2 separate regions of the Triticum aestivum genome follow, and region 1 is linked to region 2. The links are chromatin contacts, called in public Hi-C maps. All regions are on one chromosome and are shown on one strand. Each heading gives the region's core, a stretch centred on a gene start, on an enhancer-like site or on the middle of the called end of the contact. The rest is flanking DNA. Distances are from core to core; before and after follow the strand shown. Region 1 holds the start of LOC123078105. Region 2 has its middle 86 kb from the start of LOC123078102.

What was found. A called contact is a pair of places that touch in the nucleus more often than the background predicts.
Region 1: a Hi-C map of leaf shows a contact between it and region 2, with 3 times the contacts expected there. The contact joins the promoter of LOC123078105 here to the enhancer-like site in region 2. A contact is called at or near these places in 2 of 5 Hi-C or Micro-C datasets (both in leaf).

What each region holds. Positions count from the first base shown.
Region 1 is chr3D:171,711,852-171,718,492 of IWGSC CS RefSeq v2.1, reverse strand. It overlaps LOC123078105, which reads right to left and starts at 4,608. Exons shown (of 6, transcript XM_044500504.1): 1 at 4,377-4,608; 2 at 3,987-4,037; 3 at 3,795-3,846; 4 at 3,077-3,135; 5 at 2,355-2,400; 6 at 278-684. The coding sequence starts at 4,448. The coding sequence ends at 557.
Region 2 is chr3D:171,338,434-171,345,434 of IWGSC CS RefSeq v2.1, reverse strand. No RefSeq gene overlaps it. Among protein-coding and RNA genes, the nearest start is that of LOC123078102, 86 kb to the right of the region's middle. Within about 2 kb of position 5,689, at least 4 of the 8 cell types and tissues checked have an H3K27ac peak or open chromatin away from gene starts, as enhancers often do. A contact at or near this core is called in leaf, where this site is marked.

The DNA.
Region 1 (6,641 bases), core at 3,359-5,858, 370 kb before region 2:
TTTCACTTAATGGCACGAATCCTTAGGAATTGGATCGATATGGACACACTCCTAAGGAATTTACTACCTACATACCTTCCTGTGAAAGAAATGACATACATAGCCAAAAACATCTAAAGAAATCCTCCAAAAAGTAAACAAACAAAAGGCCCAGTGTTTCAAACTTTAGAGCAAGCACACCTAGAACAACGATAAATACGACTGAAGCTATCAAATCACGAACAACTGCATTTACATACTCATGTCCTATCAAATGTAATTCAAGGTTGAACAATCATAGACCAACGCATGCTTGCATTTTGCAGACGAAAATAGCTGAACCTCTGGCTGGTTTAAGCTGGTTCACAACACTGCAATACTTATTTTAATACAAAAAATTAACACAAGATAGAGGGCATAACCTATACATAGAGATAGATACCAACAAAAACTAAGTGAAAGGAGCACATGTCAGTTAAAACATCCTTCTGCATGAAATCTTAACATTTACATCCTTTATAAGGTGGCACAGATTTCTTAGAGCAGTATTCAGTAGCTGGTCGGCTGCGCTAGTAAATTACAATGGCGAGGAGCCTCTGCTCTTGTGCATGTCATCGCGAGAAGCAGGGCGGGCGAACGAGGGCGATGACATGGCGGCATGACAGGACGACGAAACCAGTTGTGCAAGGGCTGGTATTGTACCAGCTGCAGATAGAATTAAAACTTTAGCTCATCGAATGTATAGAAATGAGTAATGGCAGTGGCAGAGCAAAGATCATAGATGTAAATGCTGTAATATGTGTGTTGCAGAAGAATTTGTAACTTAATCTAAAGATGAAACGTAATCTAACCAACACGGCAACACTACATAGAACAAGTAATCTCAATAACCCTCTGCAATAAAAAGCTGCTATACTATTCCAATGTACATCCTATGTACCTGAACAGTACCATTGTTGCTATACTATTCCAATGTTATTACTAGAGTAATTGCTGTAAATGCACTAATTAGTCCTCACATTAAATCTGCAGTTCAAATGCAAATGTTCCAAATATAATAATTAACCAATCTGTGAGTTGGTTTGGAAATGCATATCAATTCCAGGATCACATCAATAAACAAAACACATGTTCCTCTAAAACGAATTAGCTAACATAGAATATGCAAAAAAAAAAAATCAGGTGTAGATAAGTACTAATACATCATATATTATTATAAGATAGACATGTTCCTCAAAACGTTACTGCACATAAAAGCAACCTACAGAAAACCGACACAGCCCAGTTTGAAACACCTTCAATACCACCTCCCCTAGTCATCTACATGGCTTTGTCTGTGTCCATCGCATCTAGTTTGAACTTTAAACCTTCTGGTTTATAAAGGGCGGTCTAGATTGGACAGGACAAGGTTCTCCTCACTTGCTTAATGAGCAGACCAATATCATATTGCACTTCATAAGTACTCCAAAATAAAGGAAAATACTATTACAAACACCAAAATAACAAACTGTGTAGTTCACAGGGTAAATTTGCATGCGTTGTGCTAGACTAGTATCTGATGAAGGTTATGCAGGTGCACAGCTATAGGCCAGTACTCAGGGCTCATACTTGATACCCCCACAGCTATGCAGCTCAGGCCAACACTCATTGGCAGCTACGATAGGGTCTAGATTTCCTCCTGTGTATACTTTGTTTGGACATACTCATCTATTATCACATGCTTGTACTCTGTATTGGTGTGAATGAATGCAAACCAGTGAAAAGGTAATGTGGGGTTCAATTCAGTCCAGAAGCCTTCATGAAAATGAAACTACATAAAAGCATTTGCTTTAAAATCCCCAAAAGGTACAAGTGTGTTTTATAGCAACTAGAGCATGGCTAATACTGTAGTCAGCTGCTGGCTATATTAAGTTGCCATGTCATGTAAAGCTATCATTTGCAATCATATAATAAGGTTGGCTACAAGCGTAATACTTTTTTCACCTTCTCTCTTTCTCTTTCTTCATATTTATTGCAGTTGCTTAGGAGCACGTGTAGAGGCAGGCTCTTGCATGAGAGACCACTCCTCTTACTTTTTCATGTCACACTCCTCCACATAAGCAAACATGCCATGTAACCAGGCTATAAGCCTGTTATTATACTTGCTCATAGGCAGGCTAAGTGAAACATCACTAGTGAGAAAAACTATCAAGTGGAGCCAAGGAATGAAAACTGTTCAAATGCAGAACATCTCTATAAATTGCTTGTAATGATGTCCAGTCAAATACAGAGAATAATCTACATCAAGGAAATAATAATAGAACAGATTTTTAGATAGCAGAATTACAAGCATAAAATAGATAAATATATTAAAATACAGAAGAGTATTACTTCACCTGCTAATCCAGCACATGCAGAAGAGAATACAACAACTGGAGGGGCCTGCAGGATGAAAAGGGTCAGACCAATGGACCTCATCAGGTTGAACTAAAAGTAGCATCCCAATGCAATCTTTGCACCAAAAATTCTCAAAGAAAGGAATAAAAGACGATAAACTCTCTTGGGATGCAACTGTAGCTGGCTGTATTCTCAAGCAATGCTAATCTGGGGAACCCCTCCCAGTAATAAAACTTGCTGATGTATGGTATGGTATGAAACTCAGCACATTGGCACAGTGAATATTCAGTGCTATGTTTACATACCAGACTACACGACTGATGCGTGCTTAAAGAAATTTCAAGAAAACTAGATCTTGATGACATGTCAAAAAAAAATCCACCTATTTTCTCTCAACATAGCCGGTTCCAAGCCTGGGTAAAGAAGGAGGATTGTGATGCTATCCACATGCCAGAACCATGACAAGGTTTCGAGATCTTATGGGTTTCAACTCTAGCCAACCCCAACTTGTTTGGGAATGAAAGGATTTGTTGTTGTTGCAGGTTCCAATGTTATCAGTGTGAATTGTTTGGGCAGTGGATGATCATTAGAGCATATAAATGTACCCATCAAGTGATAAAAGAACATCTTGGACTGCATCATTCCAAATAATTCATGCTAAAAAGAACATGCATAAGATAATATCAACATATGAAAAAGGGAAAATGGACATTGTACTTACACCAACAAGAAAATGCATCCACATTGGCCCTTTTATGTAACGCCGAACAACAGGCATAGCTACATAAAAAATAATCCAAAGTTAATGCTAATCTGAAGATAATATTATTATTTAGTATATATAATTGTATAATAGCATAATTAAAAAATGGCATAAAAAGTTAAGCGATTTCATTCTAGATCCCTTTGCAACAAAATACCAAGAAGGTAAATCCACTTCATGTAAATAAAGTTGAGCCAATATCATGTGTATTGCCGGGAGAAAAAAATCCATGCATGTAGGCATGTACAGGGAGGTATTTTACAAGAACATTAATAATCATTTTTGATACAGCAACAAGGTACATGCATATCTGAATATATTCATGAGATTTCAAATGCTATTGAGGATCCTATAAGATGATATCTGAATATTTTCACAAGATTTGAAATGCTATTGAGGATCCTATAAGATGAATGACAGGTATTACAATGCAAACTAGCAACACAACTCACAAGTTACAACCAGACAAACAAGGTGGTGTGCTGCATAAGATGTTATAGAATCTCAAACTGAACACTATGTATAATTCATCCAACACAAGATGAAGAAAGCAAAACTATTGGGCATAACATACGAAATTGTCACGCAGCAAATACACAGCATCTTTTAAGTAACTGAAAATTTAGAAGTGCTGGATGTATCAATCACTCATTGATCAAAATGGTAGCCAGCATACCATGATTAAATGCATAAAATGCGCCTGCAGTGCCCCCAACAGCGGAACCAATCTGCTCCAATATGGCCATATTTATATATTAGTACAGGGGTGGAAAGCACAAAACAGAAGGCAATGCTTGGAAAGTTTCCAGTTTGGACTAAAAAGACGAATAACTTGCACTGGTGAGCAGTGAAAGGCGACGGAACAAACCATTGAGAAGCTATCTCGAACCAATGGAGTGACGGTCCAGCTGCTAGTTTCCTTCATCAACCCAAAAACACGCATTAGCGCAATTGACCACATAAGTTGCCTTAGAAGGAAGCTATAACGGTATAAGCTCGCATCAGTACAAGCAGACAAGAACAGCACAAAAATGCATGAGTTACATCAGTCCAAAAATAATAATACAACAACGGGCGTTTGATTAGCAAACACAAACATAGCTGAACACGAACCAGCATACAAGCAATAGTCATCATAGGTGCAAACCTAGACGAAGATTCAACACTACAAAATCTACAAAGGGATGGAAAACTATAGCGGCGGCGACGGCAGCGGCGGCGGAAGACGATGTGAAGGGGGAGAAGGAAGTCACCGTACCATGTCCTTGGAGAGGGGCCCTGCGCAGTGGTGGCACCTCTTGGGTAGCTCCGGGGCGGCGTGCTCCGCCATGGCGCCCGCGAGAGATCAGAGATGGTCCGCCGGGTGGATGGATCCGCCCCGAGCTAGCGGGAGGAAGGGAAGCTCTGTCTGACCTGTCGCCGCAGCCGCAGGAAACAAAACCGAACGAGCCCCCTTCGTTAAAACCCTTCGATTTTGGAGCGGTCACGATTCGACCACCGCCTAGCCGCAGCCGTCCGATTTCTTCTTTCTTCGCCTCCAAGTCGTGATTCTTCGGCCTTAGCCGGATCGGGCCAGGCCAGTTGCCACAGTCAAGGCCAGCCTGTCATGTTAATGGGCCAGGCTGATCTTGTCGTCCCTACAGCTCTGAGAGCATGCTAACCATGTGCCAACCAACCTTGCCTAAAAAAAAAAAATGCCAACCAACCAGTCGCTCCAAAAAAAAAAGTGCCAACCAACCCGTGATGGAGAACAGTGGTATTCCCGGCTCACCAGCAAGTCCTGGTGCTCGCATTTATTCTGGATTTATTTTAATATTTTCGGTGATGCGTGTTCACTGGAAGAAGACGTTTTCGTCGATTACGAGGTGCCTGTGATGACTTCGTCAATCTTAAGATGATATGCCGGCTTAGTCCTTCGGAGGTGCTCATAGAGATAGCGTGTGTGTGTATATGTTCATAGAGGTGAGTGTATGCACGTATATATAAGCGCCTATGTATGTACTATGTTTTGAAAAAAAGATTTAAGCATGATTCCCCTAAAAATCAGTTGCACAAGCTTTCGGTCTATTCAATTTCATGTTTTCTTTAATGAAAGAAATTTCTTCACGATTTCATTAACAAGACTAGCAAACAACCCAAAACGTAGCAAAACCACTAGCAAGGTTCCAAACGATACAACCCCCCCCCCCCCCCTCACCTCAACAAGGGAAGCGAGGGGAAAATGTATGACTAGACCTACAACAGGCGAGGACACTGGATAGAAAAACGCAGAACTACACACATCTGGAGTCTAGCACCCTAGCTTTCACATGCCAACGAGCCACATTAACTAAAACTCCAAACGCCCCAACTTTCAATGTATTGTTTTAAACTGTCAAGGGGTTTGTGTGGACACCTCACATCTATTATCAAAGCCTTTTGATGGGGAAAAGAGATCAACGCAAGCCATACTCGGTGTCATGGGACACGATGAGCATGCCTAAATACATGGGGGTCTGGATTTCAAGGACTTTGAAATTTTCAATCTTGTGCTTCTTGCAGGCTTGGAGAATCCTAGAGAATCCATATTTGTTAAGTGCAAGAATACTGAAGGCAGTGTACTTCCCAGAAGTTCATTTTGTGAATGCAGCACTTAGGACTCATCCATCACAAATTTAGAGAGCAATCATTAAGGGGCGTGATACCCTTAAACACGGGCTGGTTAGGCGAATTGGCAATGGTACAACCACTGAAATATGAAACTTCAACTCCATCCCAAGACAGGAAAATATGTGTCCAATCATCTCGCTTGTGATTCACCTACCGCAGCTTGTTTCAGAACTACTTGAATCTCGAACACCAAATGGAACAACGAGGTTATCAGGCAGGTCTTTCTACCATATGATGCTTTGGCAATTATGCATATTCCTATTTGTACCCGCAATGTGGAGGATTTCTGGTCTTGGAACTTTGAGAAATCAGGAATCTTTTCAGTAGGTCGGTGTATAGATGATTGTGGCAACAAAAAAGTGTCGCCAAGATTGGCCTGATGCTGCTTTTGCTAAAAAAATGTTTCCTCTAAAAATAAGGAACTTTGGCATGTTTTTTTCATCATAATAAAAAAAAACACATATACAGTACTCCTACCCCGCATGTCTATATAGTGTGTTCACCCATATTATCATTTTGACTTTTTCGAAGAATTTTTACTTTTTGAGGTAGTACTAATTTTTTTTCTTCTGGCCACCAAGTGATAAAAAACGATTTGTTTCGTTGGGCCTTTGGTTCCCACAGAGTTCGTTCATTGGCCCGAGCGCGTGGGATAAGTTGGGCCCGCTCCATGCCTTCTATGTTGATTATGGAGTGGTGAAAAATAAATGGTCGTAGGGGTTGAACTCACAACCTCCCCTCGTGCCCCGATAGTTCCAACCAACTGGGCTAATATATGGATGTGAAATTATCCCACCTTGCCGCTTTAGGAGGATTCCTATCGGTTTATATACTCCGTAGGTTACCTAAATATTAACAAGACCAAAAGGGATGA
Region 2 (7,001 bases), core at 4,440-6,939:
CTGGGCACAAAGTTAATAGGTTAGTTCCAAAAAATGATACATAATTGCATGAAAGTGTATATAAAACATCCAAGATTGATAATATAATAGCATGAAACAATAAAAAATTATAGATACGTTGGAGACGTATCAAGACGACACATGAGGGGCTAGGCCAACGGGGCATCCTAACAGCCTACACGACAATAAGAAATAAGCCCAGGCAGGGGAACCGAACATCCGTGTGGGTAGAGAGCCCAAGCAGGCGCCTTTGGAACACGTGAGGTGGCACGCGCGGTGCGAGGCCAACGCCATGAGCTGTCTGGCACGCGCATGCACAACCAAGTAGGCTCCACACATGACACTCGCAAAAATGAAGTAGGCTGACAGAAGGCTAACGACACCGGCTTGCCGACTCGCCTCACGCAGCACTTGAAGGTGCAACGCAAAATGCCACAAAGAGGTGGCCCCGCGAACACTCGCGGCCTATGCGGCATGGACCCCCCGAGGAAAATCGGTTGGGTGAGCAGCGCTCGTGAAGATCAGACGATCAGACGCGCGCGAGGGAGACAACAGCGTGAAGCGCACATGAAACAGACAACACGGAGAGCACTTACAGGCAAATGCTATACAACATCCTTTCCAGGAGTAATACCATCCCCCCTTCAAACTTTTTTTAAAAGGGCAAAAGACTTGCCGCACTCATTAATTAAGAGAGAGTTTAGAAACAAGTTTGGCCGCCCTAGGGCAAGCAGCCGGTAATACAAAAGCCTACTCTCCAGACATAAGGTTACACAAATGAGTTGTGCCCGCAAGCCCCTAATTCCTCGCCTCGCACCGGATTTTGGCCATGATAACTGTCGCATAAGATTACACAAACAAGTTTGTGTCTTGGGAGCTATGGAACGAGCGCAACGCAAGGATCTTCAACAACAAAATTTCCCCCTTCAAACTTGGGATTGTTTGTTGACAGTCGCTCACGACAAAAATCTGCTGAGGAGGGATATCCTTTACAAGGCATAGGGCTTCATTGCAAGCGAGAACTTCTAGCATCTCGAGGTCAGTTCTTCCCTAAAAAAAATTGTGGAAGCTCCCAGGTAATGGCCATGATTGTCCCCTGTCACTAACAACTATAGACCCCTCCCCCCCCTCCCCCCTCCCATATTTTGATTCTTTATCACTGTCGCGTCGACCTCAAATTTAATCACTCTAGGGGAAGTGCAATCCAGTTTGCCCACCCCGCCACAAGTATGATATTCTCTCTCTTATGCTTCACCAAGTCTAAGTCACTGATATAGCTCTGAAAGAAGAAATGAACCAAGAGTCATGACTAGGAATTTTATTCATGTATTACTTGACGTCGGCCGTTTCAAACACTTCCTTCGTTTTTATTTACTCCGCATATTAGAGTTGATTGAAGTCAAACTTTATAAAGTTTGACCAAATTTATAGAAAAGAATATAAATATTTAGCATAACAAATTTATATGATGTGGAAGTACATTCAACCTAATGGTATTGATTTGTTATTGTATATGTTAATATTTTTGTTTATAAACTTTGTCAAAGTTTGTAAAGCTTGACTTTGACCAAAACTAATATGCGGAGTAAATAAAAATGAAGGGAGTAGCCCACAATGTGAGGAAGCATTTGACTTGTTCGTCATGGGGAGGATATCTGGTGCTACGGGAGCACCTAAGATTAGGTGCTCCAGGAGCTTTTCAACCGTTAGATTTGAGATCCGAAGGCCGAGGAGAGAGCTCACGCTTTTATTCAGAAAACACCTCCAAAATTTTGATATTGCAAATCGGGTCCAGCGCATATGTAGATGATCATTGGATTTCAGATCCAATGGCCGAGAAGCTCTTGGAGCACCTAAACTTAGGTGCTTCCGTAGCACCTTATATTTTCCCGTTCGTCATGTCTCAATGTCTTAATCATGGTGGAGATGAAGTCGCTTGAAGACTCCTATATATGCTCCATCAAACTCTCATCCGCTAACGCCCACAGACATCACACCACGTTCCACTCAATGAGTGAATGCCTCCAAGAGTCCCTCCACACATCGAACATTTGTCATCCAACGTCATATTGTAGTGGTGTCGTACGTCCACCATGGGCAACGGACATTTTGCTAATCACCAGAGATGACTGAAGTAACAAACGAGCGAGTCTATGTCTCGCTTTATACGGGACAGAAGACCGCGTCACCTGCAGGAGACGGTAGTGGGCTGCCCAGTAACCGAGGTCTCCTCGCATTTTTTTTCTTCTGTTTATATTTAAAAAGGACCCTGATAAGTGTCACGCGTGTGGCATGAACACATGGCAACTCCGAACGTTTTAAAGGTAAATTTAGTGATGCGAGGATGGCAACTTCTTTTTCGAATAGCAAGTTTCGTTCTTTTTGTTTGTTTTTTTTTGAATGGCAACTTTGATTATAAAAAACGTCAGGACCGGATTGCTTCGTGCCACATGTATGACACTTATCATTTGGGTAAAAATACTAAATACATATACTATGAGAAAATAAATTAGTTATTTTTTAAAGTGTTCGGCTCACATTTCAAAATGTAAATGTGGTGTAAAAAATGTTTGCTCAGATTTTTGAAAATGGTACTTCCTCTGATTGGATCAGAGGGACTAGTACAATTGGAAAATCTATGTTAAATTAAAACAATGTTCACGTGCTTCAGAAAATATACTGGCATTTCTTTTAAATGTTACTTAATGTTGAATCGTGTAACTGAAAAAATGGTATGTATCATTCAACAAAATGTACATACGTTTGAAATAAAATTTCGGTCATTTAAAAAAATATCCAATATATCGCAGTTTAAAAAACCCGGATCATACATGTTTCAACGTGTATATGAAAAATGTTTAACATGTTTTCAAGAAAATGTTCAAAACAAATATTTGAAAAAAATTAATCATGTGTTTAAAAATAATAAATGTATGTATTATTTTTAGATGTATATAGAAAATATACAATGTGTATGAAAAAAAAAGTGGACATCAAAATCAATGTTTCAAAAAAAAAGTGTTAATCATGTATTTGGAAAAATGTTAAACGTGTATAAAAATTGTTACTGGTGTAGAAGAAAAACATACAATCTGTAAGAAAGAAATAGACATGCGTTGAGAAAGTAAAAAATACATAAAAAGGAAAAAAAGAAAAATCAAAGAAAGCCAACAAAACAGAAGAAAACATGGCAAAACAGTAAAAAAAACAATTGAAAAAACTCGCGTGCAGCTACATCATTGATCCGGCCGAAATCCGGTTGCGTCGTAGGCGAGCCGTAATAGAAATTAGAATGGGCGACATATAGCTCCTGCAGGTAACAAACCATGAAGTTTTTTCGCAGCCCATTTCGTGTTCAGAAGTTGTATCGCAGTCCATGTTTGCTGGCAGCAAGAGCGCTTGTTGTAAAAGTATTTTCTTTTTTGCGGGACGCTTGTTGTAAAAGTTGGCCCGATCAGATCCGTTGAAAAGGGCCCGACCCGTAAAATTTTTAGAGGAGGCCCGTAAACCGCCTCCATTTGCTCCATATATGCGGGCGCCAGCGTAGTTTAGGGTTCCCGTCCCCCAAATCCCCCTCCCTCCTCCGCTGCATAGCTCCTCCCTCCGGCGTCAAATCCCTTCTCTTTCGGCCACTTTTTCCTTCGCATTTCTTGCCGGATCTTGCCGGAGATGTCACCCATGGGTTCCAGGCGTGGAGGTGGCAGGGGTTCTGCCGCGGCGGGTTCGGGTGCCGCGGGTAGTTCGGCGGCCGTGGTGGATTCGCCGGCTGCAAGCGACGCAACGACGACGAGGCCGACAGCTCCTCCCTATGCCCTACCGTGTCAGGCAGGTAGAGGGAGGCGGCGCGCACCCGCAACGCGAAGTCCCGAAGCGCCGGCTCGCAGGCATGGGCGAGTTTCCGGCGTCTCGGGAGGCTCTTCGACCGGTCCCTCTAGCGGCTCCGGGTGGTCGCGACCGCATGGTTGCGGGCGAGGGGGGCCGCCATAGCCGGCGATGCAGCTGCGGCTGCGCGCCTGCTGGAGCTCCGGGAGGAGTACCAACTCCACCAGACGCTCTTCAGCTCCCTGAGCTACCACACCCTTCACGGCAACGAGCCGCCGCCACACGAGGACGGCTCTGACGACTCCGGCGACAAGTAGATCTATGATATGCGTGTTTAATTTCGGTAGTTTTAATTTTGGTTTGTACTAAAAGTCCCTTATGCTATGTGTGTGATGAACTTCCCTATGCTATGCTATGCTTGTGATGAACTCAGGCAAGATGTTTTAGCGTGAACTAGTATGTTTAATTTGTAGAGTGCCCCTCTCCCGATCCTGCCCTAGCGCCGCCTCCTCGGGAGGCGGCCAGGCCGGCGAGCGCTCCTCCCCCCTTCAGCCTCCCTCCTCCTCCTTTCCCCACTCGCCGCCGTCGGCGGGCACCCCCGGCTCTGGCCCGCGTGGTGTTGGCGGCGGCGGGACCTCCTGTACCCCTGCACGAGACTTCCCTTTCCGTGGTAGGGGGCGGCGGCGGTGATGCTCGGCTACGCAGCGGCCCGGCGACCAGGCGGCGGTGGCCGGCGGCAGGCGAGGTGGCGGCGCTGCTCCTTGGCGGCGGGGCGGCTTGGTGGCGCGGGGTGGCCGATGGTGTGCCCCCGGCCCACATCTAGGCCCTGCGAGCTCCGGAGTGCTCGGGGGGAAGGTTGGGATCGGGAGAAATCCTTGTCGGCCTGGCCGACAACGACGCGGTGGCGCTTGAGGGTGCCATCAGACCTTCTTGGAGGGTGTCGGGGGCTACCCTTCCTCTCTCCTCGCCGCGTACCGGGGGAAACCCTCGGCAGCAGCGTCGTTATCGCCGCGTCCCTTCTTGAAGGTGTTGTTTGGTACCGGCGCTTCGGGGCCTAGGAGCTTGGTGTGAGATCTCCGGTGGTTGCAGCGGTCGCGAGGCTTCTTTGTTTGTATTGATCGCCGTTGTCGGCATCTGTTCATTTTGTATTTCCTCTTTCGTTTTTTTGCGTACCTGTGTTGTGTCCATCCCAGCACCTATCGTTGATTGTATCGGTGATGGTTGCTTTGTAATACAGAGCGGGGAACCCTTTTTCATCGTTTAAATTTGCAGGATCTACTCTGGTTGCACGCCCGACATCCTGCAAAAAACGTCTCCCGTAAACATTTTTTCAGGGCGGTGAGTTGCGGGATCTGCCAGAGACGCTCTTATGCAAGGGGAACGACATGCAAATCCTTCATTGTTCTCAAAAGAAAAAAAACATGCATATCCTTCACCACTTGCCAACAGTAAGTTGACTTGATGGCCTTCTTTTTGAGCTGAGAAACGCGAAGCTGGGATCTTTTCATTATACGAAGAAAAGAAATATGGGTGTGTGTTTTTATATTGGCACTCCATGTTTCATGGCTAAATCAAACACCAATTCCCTGAAGTAATGAAGTTCCTTGCTGGCAAGTTCAAAAAGGAAAAGAAAACAAGTTCCGTGGTGGCGAGGCAGCACCATAGAGCCGCACACTTGCAAATCCAAGGCTCTCGGTGGAATAACATGTTAATTCTGTCTGCCCCAAAATGCCCTCAGTCCTCGGCCTTTTTCCCCTGGTGACATGCGGCCGATTATCCATTCGTCGACACTTGCAGCGGCAGCACTCAGCAGGAATATAGTATACTTTTGGTAGTTGAGAGCAGCGTCTCTACTCTCTAGCGTTGAACGGTCCAAGTGACTCTACAAGCGAGAAGGAAAAGGTTGTGTTCTTTCCGAGAGAGTGCATGAATAAACCCGGGTACATATGAACCCATTTTATAAAACACACTTTGCAATGTTAAAAAATTCTGAAAAAAGATGCATGCGGGCATCTCCTTATTCTATGTGTGTGCAGAAAGTTTCACAAAAAACAACTTTTTTGTAGCCTGTGAAAAAAGATAAAATTTTGTGCCGTGAAACGCTATTTAGAAGCAGTAAAATTTGTCTTTTTACTGAGACAAAACAAAAATACTTTTTTACACAAAACTTTGTGCCGTGAATATACCTTTGCCAACATGTATGCATAATTTGTTTTTAGAATTTTTGGACATTACAAAACACGTAAAAAGTACATTTTTAGAAAGCGGGTGCAGATGCCCCGTGTGCAGATCGTCCACTCTCCGTTCTTTTCTCTCTTTCACCCTGATCCACGGAAACCCGCGTGGTGCAAGAAAGCACCTCCGGGTCGGGTCCTACACAAAAGTGACCCGATTCCATGTGAAAATGGCACTTGTGCTTGCAACGAACATATGGTCTGGATTGTCTTTGTGTGCCATGTCAGTCACGTGGCTCGTGGGGGCTGCCGGTCAAGGTGGGTCCTGGCCCCTGCGCTAATGGATTTTGATACGTCGAAATCAGTTGGGGTTTAATTATGTGGCTCGGATCAGAGCTTCCACCAAAGCCAGCCTTTTTATGCGGTGTACAGAACTAGTCAGTGCTTAATCTACCATGCAGCCATAGGGCGTATGTGGTTGGTACCTCGTAAAATTGATTTACTAAACGAAATGAACCAAAGTTTAGCTTATTACGTTTGTTCTGGCGGTTCACACCATTGGCAACAATTTCGGGGAAAACAGAATACATCATGACTAAGCTAGGGGAGCACAAAAATAATTTGACAAGTTTCACTAAACAAAAAGTGAGTAATCAACAAACCCTTGAGAAAAATGTTACCTACAGCTCAACGCCGCCGTCGGAGCCGATTTATGGAAAAACAAAAACATTTCCAACCGATACCTAAAAGAATAAAGAAGTATATAGCTAACCAAATTAGAGGAGTATTCTTTTAGCCTAGCCGCGTGAAGTACAAACAATTGGACAATATATCATCAACCATTCAAATATTTGAAGATAAACATAAATAAATAAAAATGGTTAACAAGCTAAAGTTTCACGGATCGAGATATTTAAATTAAAACATGGGTAGTTCATGCAAAAGGCATCACATCATCGATCAAGTTTGATGCAAACCCATCACAACATAACATGTTTTATGTTG